3 separate regions of the Ovis aries genome follow, and regions 2 and 3 are each linked to region 1. The links are chromatin contacts, called in public Hi-C maps. All regions are on one chromosome and are shown on one strand. Each heading gives the region's core, a stretch centred on a gene start, on an enhancer-like site or on the middle of the called end of the contact. The rest is flanking DNA. Distances are from core to core; before and after follow the strand shown. Region 1 overlaps CRACD (capping protein inhibiting regulator of actin dynamics). Region 2 holds the start of CRACD (capping protein inhibiting regulator of actin dynamics). Region 3 holds the start of CEP135 (centrosomal protein 135).

Evidence for each region. Hi-C and Micro-C count contacts between places; a contact is called where the count stands out from the background.
Region 2: a contact with region 1 is called in a Hi-C map of hypothalamus, with 6 times the contacts expected there. The contact joins the promoter of CRACD here to the enhancer-like site in region 1. A contact is called at or near these places in 4 of 16 Hi-C or Micro-C datasets (hypothalamus, skin fibroblasts and tail adipose tissue).
Region 3: a Hi-C map of hypothalamus shows a contact between it and region 1, with 5 times the contacts expected there. The contact joins the promoter of CEP135 here to the enhancer-like site in region 1. A contact is called at or near these places in 5 of 16 Hi-C or Micro-C datasets (blood, hypothalamus, liver and 2 more).

The regions. Positions count from the first base shown.
Region 1 is chr6:72,438,552-72,442,203 of ARS-UI_Ramb_v3.0, reverse strand. The region is part of intron 3 of CRACD (capping protein inhibiting regulator of actin dynamics); the gene reads right to left. Among named protein-coding and RNA genes, the nearest start is that of AASDH, 71 kb to the left of the region's middle. Within about 2 kb of position 2,028, at least 7 of the 54 cell types and tissues checked have an H3K27ac peak or open chromatin away from gene starts, as enhancers often do. A contact at or near this core is called in hypothalamus, where this site is marked.
Region 2 is chr6:72,182,037-72,185,581 of ARS-UI_Ramb_v3.0, reverse strand. It overlaps CRACD (capping protein inhibiting regulator of actin dynamics), which reads right to left and starts at 1,990. Exons shown (of 10, transcript XM_060417128.1): 1 at 1,821-1,990.
Region 3 is chr6:72,086,164-72,089,778 of ARS-UI_Ramb_v3.0, reverse strand. CEP135 (centrosomal protein 135) reads right to left here and starts at 2,137. Exons shown (of 25, transcript XM_060417123.1): 1 at 1,895-2,137.

The DNA of each region.
Region 1 (3,652 bases), core at 779-3,278:
CCCTGTGGGAGATGCATGGGGGCCTGGGCAGGAGGGGCAGGAAGAGCTCCCGCATCCTAGTCACAGTCTGCGCAGGGGCTCCCCCTGCAACTCCCAGCCCAGCCTTTGGTTGACCAGTTATCTCTTCTCTGAGTGTGCTGGTAAAGAGCTAAAAACTTTTATCCAATCACCCTAGAATGAGGCCTCCTGTGTCAGGGTCTGCCATCTACCAATGTTCTTGAATATCTAAAATGAGGGTATTTCTTCTACTCAGAATGGAAAGAATAGTTCTTTAATGAGTTCCCAAGGAGACTAAGCTTAATACATTAATGCTCTTTCGTTAGGATTTTGGCCACCATCACAAAAAGAATGAACGTGCTGATTTTTCTGTTTGTTTTTGTTAGAGTCCTTTTTAGAACATGGATGTCAAGTTCACATTACTTATATTGAAATAAACTCCAAAGATGGGATGGTTATCGTGGCTACCAAAGGAAAATGAAAGAGAAAATGGGGGAAAAATATTAGATGTGATAAGAACAGGTGAAATAAGGTACGCGGGACAAAGCTGGGGAAATGGAGAGCATGACGTTAAGAAACAAAGTTGAGAGTTAAAGTGGAAAATTGAGAGGAGGGTGAAGGGGGCAGACAGGAGGCCCAGGGAGGAGAATCTGCAGCCCTGATGGCAGGTACAACAGCTGACGGGGGCAGGATGGAGGAGATTGGAAAGGAGGGAGAGGGAGAGGAGGGAATGAGAATGTGTGTGTATCTGAGGGTTGATTTATGCCACGGATACGTTCATCCTGGCAAAAGAAACACAATGCTGTTGCCTTTGAGAATGACAATGAGCATCTCCATAAAGCAGCTGATTTAAAATTCCTCCGGAGAAACCAAATTCAGGCTGCTGGTTAGGGAGCTTGGGAGGAGGGCGAGGGAAGGAGGAGGGGAGGACCCAGGTCATGCAAAAAGTGACAGCCACCATCCAGGGACAGGAAGGCAGCCTCTCTGTCCAGACAAAGGCCTGTCCTCGCAGACACACCCTGCAGTGGTTACAGGCCAGGGCAGGGCTGCAGGGCCAAGGCCATGGTGACTGAGCCCCAGGCTCTCAAGGGCAAGGCTCTTGTACCTGATCTGTGGTTCCCGCTCCAAATCTTTCCCTCAGCTGACTCAGAGGGGACGAGGCTGCTGGATACTTCGTCTGATTTATTGACATCTAAAAGATGACTGTCCAAACCTATCTGCCATCTCAGATGTCAAATGAATTGAATACAGGGATAAATATGGCTTTTTGGTGACTTTTTTTCTGCCCACTACTCAGGCATTGTCCTGGGAAGAACTGTGACACAAGCAGTCACTCAAAACCAGACCGTTAAGATGAGCTTGCCCTTAAGCTTCCAGGGAAATAAACTATTACCACTTCTTCCATCTGTAGACAGATGTATTTTAATAGATATGTATATTTTTACATATCCACGGATTCTTTATATGCACTGAGATAATAACCAGAGGGGAGAGTGGAACCTCTGTGCCTAAACTGAGTCCGTGTTACTTATGGCAATGAATGGAGTTACTGTTAGACTCGAATGTGAGCTAAAGGGGCGATATTTTATTCATTCAAATTTGGCCATTTGGCTGTACAATGGAATGCTGGAGAATGATATTATAGGAATGCACATCTATATTTATGAGGCTCTTTTCCTATGGTGTAGAAATTCCAAGCACATCATATTCTGTAGCTCTCACACTGCCAATTTAGATTTCCCCAGATTTTTCATAGCCATCCTTCATGCTACGACTATAAGAACAAGGCAGAGAGAAAATAAAATTGCTGTCTTCTCGAGCGAACTCCAGATACTCCCACAGTTAAAATGAATTTAAGAGAATGAGCAAAATCAAACACACACAGATTTAAAGACATCTGCTCTGTGCAGAAGTGGTGAAGAGCAGGTATTTATTCTTTGTGTCCTTGACAGCTGCACGAGGTGCTCAAATCCTCAAAGGTAAGACACTGTGGCATTTTAAAGTGAAATCCAGCCTGGCAGGAGACAGCAGCTACTGAAGACAGAGGTTCTTCCTCCTGAGCTAAACAGTCCGTGGACTAATAGACTGAGCCTTTTCTGACAAAGCTCCGGTGTTATTCTAAAAATCACCTGCGGGCTTGGTCCGTGATATTCCTGATTCCTATCATCAGTAGGTGCATACATACTTCACAGCCTGGTTTGCTCTGAAATAAATAGGCACCTCCCTGATATGTGCTCTGGGAACATCAAGGTCACTGTAGTCCAACGCATTGCAGTGCAAAGCTTACAAAGCCACTCCATGCTCTAGCAGATGAACAGTGATTTTCTATAAATGGCAGACTTTAAGAACTGGAGGGGCTCTTCAGATCAGCCATCACACGCATCTTCTTTGTTTTTCAGATGAGGAATATGAGGGTCAGAGAGCTTTAATGATTTGCCCTGAGGCCACAAAGCCAGGTGATGGCAGAGGCCTGTCAGGCATTTTTTTATTTCACTTACTGGCCACAGAACAACTGACTGTTATGTATAGGGTCCTTAAAAAGGATGCTACTGTTATTTCTGTCCTTTATAACTATGTTGTATATTAAAATCAATTCTATGCACATGCATTATCTTTATACTCAGGGAAAAAAAGGTAATTTTTTCTTCTAAAGGTTCAATCGCTTGCTACAGAAATTTTGGCAGGTGGTAGATTCACACTGTTCAGGAAAGAGTAGGCTTATTTATGCTCTATTCAGTCATTCTGTGCTCAGTGGACGGATACTAACCATCACTGGTACAACCTAGGACAGTTCTGGCTGAGATGACTACATGTGGACACTAGGGGGCAACCTTTCCAAATGCAGTCATTACAGGCGCAGCTCTGGTTTCCATGGGCTGGGAAGTTTCTTGAGCCAGAAAAAAAAACAAACACTTTTGTTTTTTGTTTTTTTTAAATGGCATTCCAGTAGAAATCTCATTTCAAAAGAATGTCTTAATAATGGTGGCAAATTAGATTGCTAGGACATTTACTGTCAATAGGTGTTATCCACTACTTCTCTTTTTAAAATAAACATACATACATACATACATACACACACAAAGACAACTCCAGACATAAAAAACATACATGCGCCTGACATAGATAAACACCCTCATTCCATGCTGGAGTCTACGAAGGGGTGGTCTTTTATGCTGCTTACTAAGCATCAATACCAGCATAACGTTTTTATGGAAAAATGCAAAGCATTCATGCAAGTTAATAAGTTAACTACTATTTCTATGACTTACCAGGAACATACTGCTTAGTCGACTGAAAAATAAAGCACAGTCTTTTGGGGGTGATACAGTGATATCTTATGGCACTCTAAAAATCACATTTGCTATGATAAGGGTCCCCATTTCCCTCCTTGAAAAGCAGAAGTCTCTTATTATATTGTTTCAAAACATAGCATTAGAGCTGTAAGGAAGCTTATGCATATCCATGCAGCGGAAGCAAAATTAGGCAGACCTCCTGTGAGTACATGTCATCCAGAGGAGAGCATTCAATTAGACAGCTATTCTGTTTCCCGCACATTTCTCCTCCTGCATTAACAGAACTGTTGCTTCGGAGAAGTTAGTTGTTTGACATTTTATTAATTATGAAATCAGATTCTTTAAACTTAGGCCTTACATCA
Region 2 (3,545 bases), core at 741-3,240, 260 kb after region 1:
TTTATTACAGTGCTTTATAGCTTGCAAAGAACTATGTGAAAGCTTTCTTTTTTACTTTTTAAAATTTTATTTTTAATTGGAGGATAATTGCTTTACAAGTTGTGTTGTTTTCTGCTGTACAACAATGGTGAATCTGCCGTAAGTATACTTACATCCCCTCCCTCAATGGAAGCTTTTGTTTCTCAAGCCAACTGCCTAAGTATGTCAAGTCAGTATTATCTTCCCAACTCCAAATTCAGTGCTAAGTGACTGCTAAGTCTTTAGAGTGAAAGTTTCTCCATTTCAGAGGTGACTGTAAATATAGGGGTTTGGAAGAAACTACATTTTAATACTGGAAAAGGGCAATCTAGTAGCCTTGATTTTCTTCCCTTCACATATTTGAGTTGGAGTAATGAAATCATCCATATCACTTATGTAAGATGCATTTTTCAAAAATGTTTCTTAAAAAAACCCTGCTTTTGAAATTTTTTTTTCTTACAGGTTAATTTTTTGTTGAATATATCCAACCAGGATTCAGTTTTCTCAGAGAATAAAGGCGGGAGTGGTGGAAGCATCTTTCCTTTGTTGATTTTTTAAAATTACTCAAAATTGACTGTTGTTTTCAGATTCCTGAGTCACATTACAATGCCAAATAATTGTTAGCCATTTTATATATAATTCAACAACTACTACAGGTGATTTTTACAGAAGAATGATGATTTAATGACAACTTGATGAACTGAAAATTTGCTACAGGATATTGACTAAGAACCTTTTACTGACATTGCCTTATTCTTTGTATTCTAACCACTCCCTCTCCAGCAACACCACCCCTCCTCACACACGCACTCCCTCACCTACACCAGATCAGTTTCCGGGCCATTATTCTTAAAACCATATTAAAATTTCACAACACATGTTCACAGTTATTAGGTTTTCTGCCCCCTGCCACCCCGCCCATCCACTGAATCCATGTGTCCTTTAAACATTTTTTTTTGTATTGTCTCTTAAAATGTAGAATTACGATGCCTCTATTCTGAGAACACCTCAAATGTAACCCTCTGCCCTTCTGTTTACTGATAAGCAGGAATAAAAGCCATTCCCCACCCACCGTCTCGGTAGGGCTAGGAGGTCCAATCTCGCCACTACAGAGCTCTGCAAGAAAGAACGGTTATAGAACCAGGAAAACCATCGCAAGAACCCGGGGGAGAAGATAAGGAAAACACATTTTTACATCACTGGCAGCGTGCAGTGTCCCGGCTGCAGCCCTTGTAAACAGGGGAAACCTTTGTCTTGCCTCAGCCATCAAACTGGTGGCTCATCAGAATTGGAGCAACAAGAGTTTGTGCGAAATGGCTCGGCAGAGGTTAAACAAAGCAATGCAGTTGCGGGGGGTGGTGGCGGTGGGAGGCAGGGCTGAGCCCCGGTCAGCGCCCGAGATCCCAAACGGCGAGGTCTCGCTTTGACCCCCGCCACAGCCGGGACCCGAGCCGGAGACCCCAGGACCGGATGCCGCGGCGCGGGAAGGACAGAGGGAATTTAAAGGTCCCACGCTTTCGGCAAGTTACCGGGGGCGCAGCCCGTCCGCAGGTTCCTCGCGTGGGATCCAGAGCCGCGCACACCACGCGCCTGGTGCCTCGGGGAGAGTCCACGCTGCACGCGCGGGGACACCGCCCCGGAGTCCACGACCCGCCCAGCCGAGCCCACTAACCCAGGGCAGGGGCAAGGTCGGGAATCCCGGGCCGCCGCGGGGGCCTGGGCCGGGGGTCGCCAGGGAAAGGGAGAAGCCCGCCCGCTGCACCCATTGTCTGGCTCCGGCCGCGGGCCGGGAGAGCGCTCACCTGACGTCCCGGCCGGGAGCCGGGGCTGGGAAAGTGGCTAGATGGCGGTGGCGATCCCGCGCGGGCGGCAGGCGCCAGTGCAATGTCCGCGGCGCTCCCGCGGCACCAGCAGCCTCCGCAGCAGCACCGGCAGCGCACCCGCCTCTCAGGCGGCCACGGCCTCCATTGCTCTCCCCGCCGCCGCCGCCGCGCGGCACTGCGAGCCCGGCCCCGCGCGGCGTGGTCACATGCTCCGCCCGCGCCTCGGGCGCTCGGACCCGCGCCCGCCGCGGCCCCGCCCGGCTTCGCCCCTGAACCGCCGGGCCCTGCCACGGGGACTGGAGAGCCCGGTTTCCTTTCGAGCCCTCCAGGAAAGAAGCCGCTGGACGGCTCCCTTCCCCTGGGGGTGGTGGTGCCCAGAAATCGGAGCTGATCACAGGCAAGGGCGTGGGATTGGTCAGTGTCCTCTCCACCACCGCCGGGGATGGCCCGGCTGACCTGTGGGGTCTGAGGTTACTGTAATGGGCTCACAGGGAGGCTTACGTGGGATAGGAACTCGGGACCATCAGTTATCACCCTCCACGGGGTGCAAATCCGGCCCCCGGTACCGGGATGAGCGAGAGACTAGGGGAGCGACCTGGACTCCCTAGGGAGTTTTCCCCTGCAGAGCCCCGACCATAAGAATGGCATGGGGACTCCTGAAAGTCAAACAAGTTGCAAGATGCCACACAAAAGTAGAAAGGCTCGAAATTGCTTTGCGGAGTGGCTGTACATCTGAGCAGAGTGACGCTGACATTGGGCGTTATTGTTCCCAGCCAGAATGAAATTAAATATTGACTTTGATATTTTAAGAAAACTATGTTTTCCTTTTGTGGCTTAACTGGAAGCACTAATAAGCCTTTTTTTTTCCCCCCGTATGTTTTGCTATGACTATTTCGATGGAACTTGGAAATCCATTTCTGGTGATCCTTTCCTTCACAATGCATGCAGAGATGCTAAAAACAATTTTGTATCACTATTAATAAAGAAATTGAAAACAAAGCAAAAAATAAGTCCTCTGTGACAAAAGATGCAGAAGATGAGGGGTAATTCGAACAGGTGCTCAATCTTAAGTCAGATGTCCCAGTGCCAAAAACAGGACTGCTAATTTTAATATGGGTGCCTGACTTAAAGAAGCAGCTTTGACAGTGGAAAAATCTAGTGCATACTGCCTCATCCAAATGGATTGTTCTAGATGAACATTTTAATTAACTACCAGAATATGGTTGTGCATTTTTGTAAATATAGATCATTGTTCAGTATTTGCATATTCTAAATGATGTCTGCTGCTGCGTTCTTGCCGGGAGAATCCCAGGGATGGCAGAGCCTGGTGGACTGCTGTCTGTGGGGTCGCACAGAGTCTGACACGACTGAAGTGACTTAGCTGCTAAGCCATAGATGGCAGCCCACCACCATCCTATGTCGATTCTCCAGGCAAGAATACTGGAGTGAGTGGCCGCTTCCTTCTCCCAAATGATGTCTGCTTTATTCCAAATAAGCACAAGGAAGAGTTTTGTGAAGGCTTGAGCAGGTTCTCCTTGATTTGATCTAGTAGTACTAGAAGCCAAAAACCAAGTCTGTGTAGAACATATAACTGAGGTCTTTTTCTTGACATATTATAATCTTGCCAAGGACATGAATACACATGCTATAAAAATTCAAATTTATATAAATCAAGTGTTGGTCTAAAGTATTTTAATTTTGCAG
Region 3 (3,615 bases), core at 888-3,387, 350 kb after region 1:
TTTTATCCTCATCTTTTTAAACATCTATGAATATATCATCTATCAATGCACCCTAAAATGGAGTTATCCAAAGATCCCTTCTTTAAAAAAAATGCTCCTTTCTAACTTTGCCAGGTAAATATGATCCTAGTACTCATATTTCTAAATCAAACAAGAACTTTGTTTTACATTGGTATTGCTCTTCACAATTTATATAAAACATGCATGGATATGAATATATGCAAAATTTGATCCTCACAACTACTATGACGGGAAAAGGGTCAAGGACACCCTCCACATTCAAAGATGAGGAAAGGCTGCCTAGAGAGAGTCACTTTTTCCAAATCACAAGGCCACTAAGAAGATGGGCAGTCAGGTCTCCTGAGTCCTGACCCACTACTCAGGTTTCTGTATTATGCCGCCTCAACTTAGTACCACTCCTTGATAACTCCTTCCTACAAATCTCTCCTCCACATTCTTGTTAGCCTTTTCTCTGAATGACGTTCCCATTCCATACTAGGTTCTTTCTGGTTCCTTCCACAAGAAGGACCTGACTGATGCAGGGTGTTCTAGAAAAAGTCCTGAAGAAGTCAGAAGGGCACCTGTCGGACCAAGAACTAGCTGCTGCTGCTAAGTCGCTTCAGTCGTGTTCGACTCTGTGCGACGCCAGAGACGGCAGCCCACCAGACTCCCCCTGTCCCTGGGATTCTCCAGGCAAGAACACTGGAGTGGGTTGCCATTTCCTTCTCCAATCCATGAAAGTGAAAAGTGAAGGTGAAGTCGCTCAGTCTGTCCGACTCTTCGCGACCCCATGGACTGCAGCCTTCCAGGCTCCTCCATCCATGGGATTTTCCAGGCAAGAGTACTGGAGTGGGGTGCTATTGCCTTCTCCGAAGAACTAGCAGGGCCTCACAATTCAAACATGTCTTTTTTTTTGTCTGGTACCAACTTTGGTTACCCCAAATACACCCTCACATCCTTCTGAGAGACAATATGAGTAAGTATTAAAAAAAAAAAAAAAAAAAGATACGACAGATGAAAAAGATTAAAATCCTCCCAGGAAGGACAAAAAAACATGTATTAGGCTTTCCCCACCCATGCATGGGCTGCTGTCCTTCACCACCAACACAACACGCCCATCTACATCATCCCAACACTGCGGCCATACCGAAAGGTTTCCAGCAGAACCACATAAAAGGTAAGGTTTGGAGATCCTCCAAGCAAACGTTTTTGGAACTACCCGCTGGCTTAACTCTGGGGAGTTTACGTCTGAAAGCCAGTGCACCTTATTTTTACAAAAGTATCCTGTGCGTGTGTGTGTGTGTGTGTGTGTGTGTGTGTGTGTGTGTGCGTAATCTCCTATGTATATAATATATATGCACAAGGGCTAGAAAAACAAAACACCCCAAACCAACATTAACTAGGTTATCTCGCGAGTCCTCCCTCACTGAACTAAAAACAGTAGAGAGTGGAAGAGGGGATGTTTACTAAGGTGCTGGACAAAGGTTAATAAATGACTCGTCCTAGGCTTTGGGGCACTTTTGTTTTACAAAGAGCCTGTATGATTCTTATACGAAAGGGTATTTTAACTTTTAAATCAACCCATCAGTCTGTAGGAGGCGGATCTGCTGGAACCGCACAGACCCGCGGCGATCGCGGCGGGAGGAAACAGGAGCCCGGGCAACCCCAGGCCGACCTCCGGGCCGCAGTTTCGCTGTCGGGTGTTGAAGGGAAGGAGGTGTCCGCAGCGAGGCGACACGAACTCCGCGCCCCGGCCGCCCGCCCGGGGCCCACTTCCTCCCGAGGCCGCGCGGCCTCCCTCCCGGCAGCGCCCGGGCCAGGCCCGCGGGGACCGCCCGGGAGGCGGAGGCGCCGCCGGGCCCAGCCCAGCCCTCCCGCCCCGCGCCGCGCTCACCCGCAGCCCCGGCCGCCGCTCCCTCTGCCTGCGGTCGCATCTTCCCTCGCGCCTCGCCTCCCTCGCTGGCTCCTTCCGCCCAGACACCGGCTTCAGCGCTAGGACAGTTTGAAAATGGCGCGGAGAGACGATCCGGGCCGGCGCGGAGGAGGTGCCGCGGTTGCCTCGGTAACGGGAGCGGCCGACGTTTCGCCGCGCGCAGCGGGGACGCGCCCGACCGGGATGGCGGCGCTAGGCCCCGGTGCCCGGAAACGCAACAGCCCGCACGGCGCGAGGCCGCGGCGCCCCCTGGCGGCCGGCGAACCCCTAACCTCAGCGGGTGCCGGCGATAGGACTCCTCCAAGTCGATCGCGTGCCTCGCTTGACCTTCTTGGCGCGGGGTTAAAATCCTGCCCGGCCCTGGTCCCTACCGCGGATCAGCCTTCAGCCGTTAGGGGGACGCCTTCACCTAAACTCCAACGACAGGCACAATTGCAACTTTCCCTGTCAGCCACGCAACACAATTAACTGTTGCTCCCACACCCATGCCCAGATGTGTAGACCCTTATAATATACTCAACCCGCTATGATGATATAACATCATGATGTTTCAATCCCGTCAGTTATAACTCATCCCTTCAAAACGTAATTATTTGTATGTCTCTTCCTGCCGTCCCCAATTGTGAATTCCTGGAGTAAGAGATTATTTTACTCAGCTATGTTTCTCTAGCACTAACCGCAATAAACATTTGTGAATGGAATTAAATTCAAATCAACTAGTTTTACAGAGCTTGTTCATAAACAGAAAACACATGGTCAAATTGTAGAATTCTGTTTCTCGCGTGAAAACTTCTGGATGATCAGAGACAGCTCATTTGCTCCTTTCTGATTACTGCTCTGGCAAGTAGGACTTTCATTCTGAAAATGTATTGTCTTTGCATATTCAGTTCAGTTGCTCAGTCGTGTCCGACTCTTTGCAACCCCATGAACTGCAGCACGCCAGGCCTCCCTGTCCATCACCAACTCCCAGAGTTCACCCAAACTCATGTGCATCGAGTCGGTGACACCATCCAGCCATCTCATCCTCTATCGTTCGTTCCCTTCTCCTCCTGCCCCCAATCCCTCCCAGCATCAGTCTTTTCCAATGAGTCAGCTCTTCGCATGTTACCTAACTGCTTTGTGGGTTGTGAATACTTTGTACCCATTGTTTTAACCGTTTCTGTTGTGTCTTGTCTGCCTTCCAGCATGCTTTAAAAAAAGTTGTTTTGTGGAATTTCTAAGGGGAAGTGAGTTAAGCTCTGTAGATGGCTTTTGTAGTCTTGAAGATGTACATTTAAATACATTTTTTTCCTGAACAACAAATATCTTTTTTAAAATCACAGCAACATGACTACGCAGTGGCCATCCAGTCCAGATAACTCTTTGTCCCAAATGCATAGCAGTTAGAAAATGTAAGAACCAAAGTCAAAGAAATTTTGAAAGGTAAGTGGGATACTGAAGTTATAGACCAGTTTTGCTCCAGGTAACATGGAAGACCAGAGCAAGTTCACCGTTGGACTGCAAGGCCTGGGGACAGTGTCCCTGGTGCACATCTAAACTTGTTGCTCCTCACCACCCAGGTCCTAGGCTTTAGGGGAGCATCAGGGCTAGGGAAGCAGAAAGAAGTAGAAACTGAGCTTGCTCTGGGCTCTCCCCAAATCACCAGGGGACAGGAGTCCTGAATTGGGGGTCAATCCTGGTAG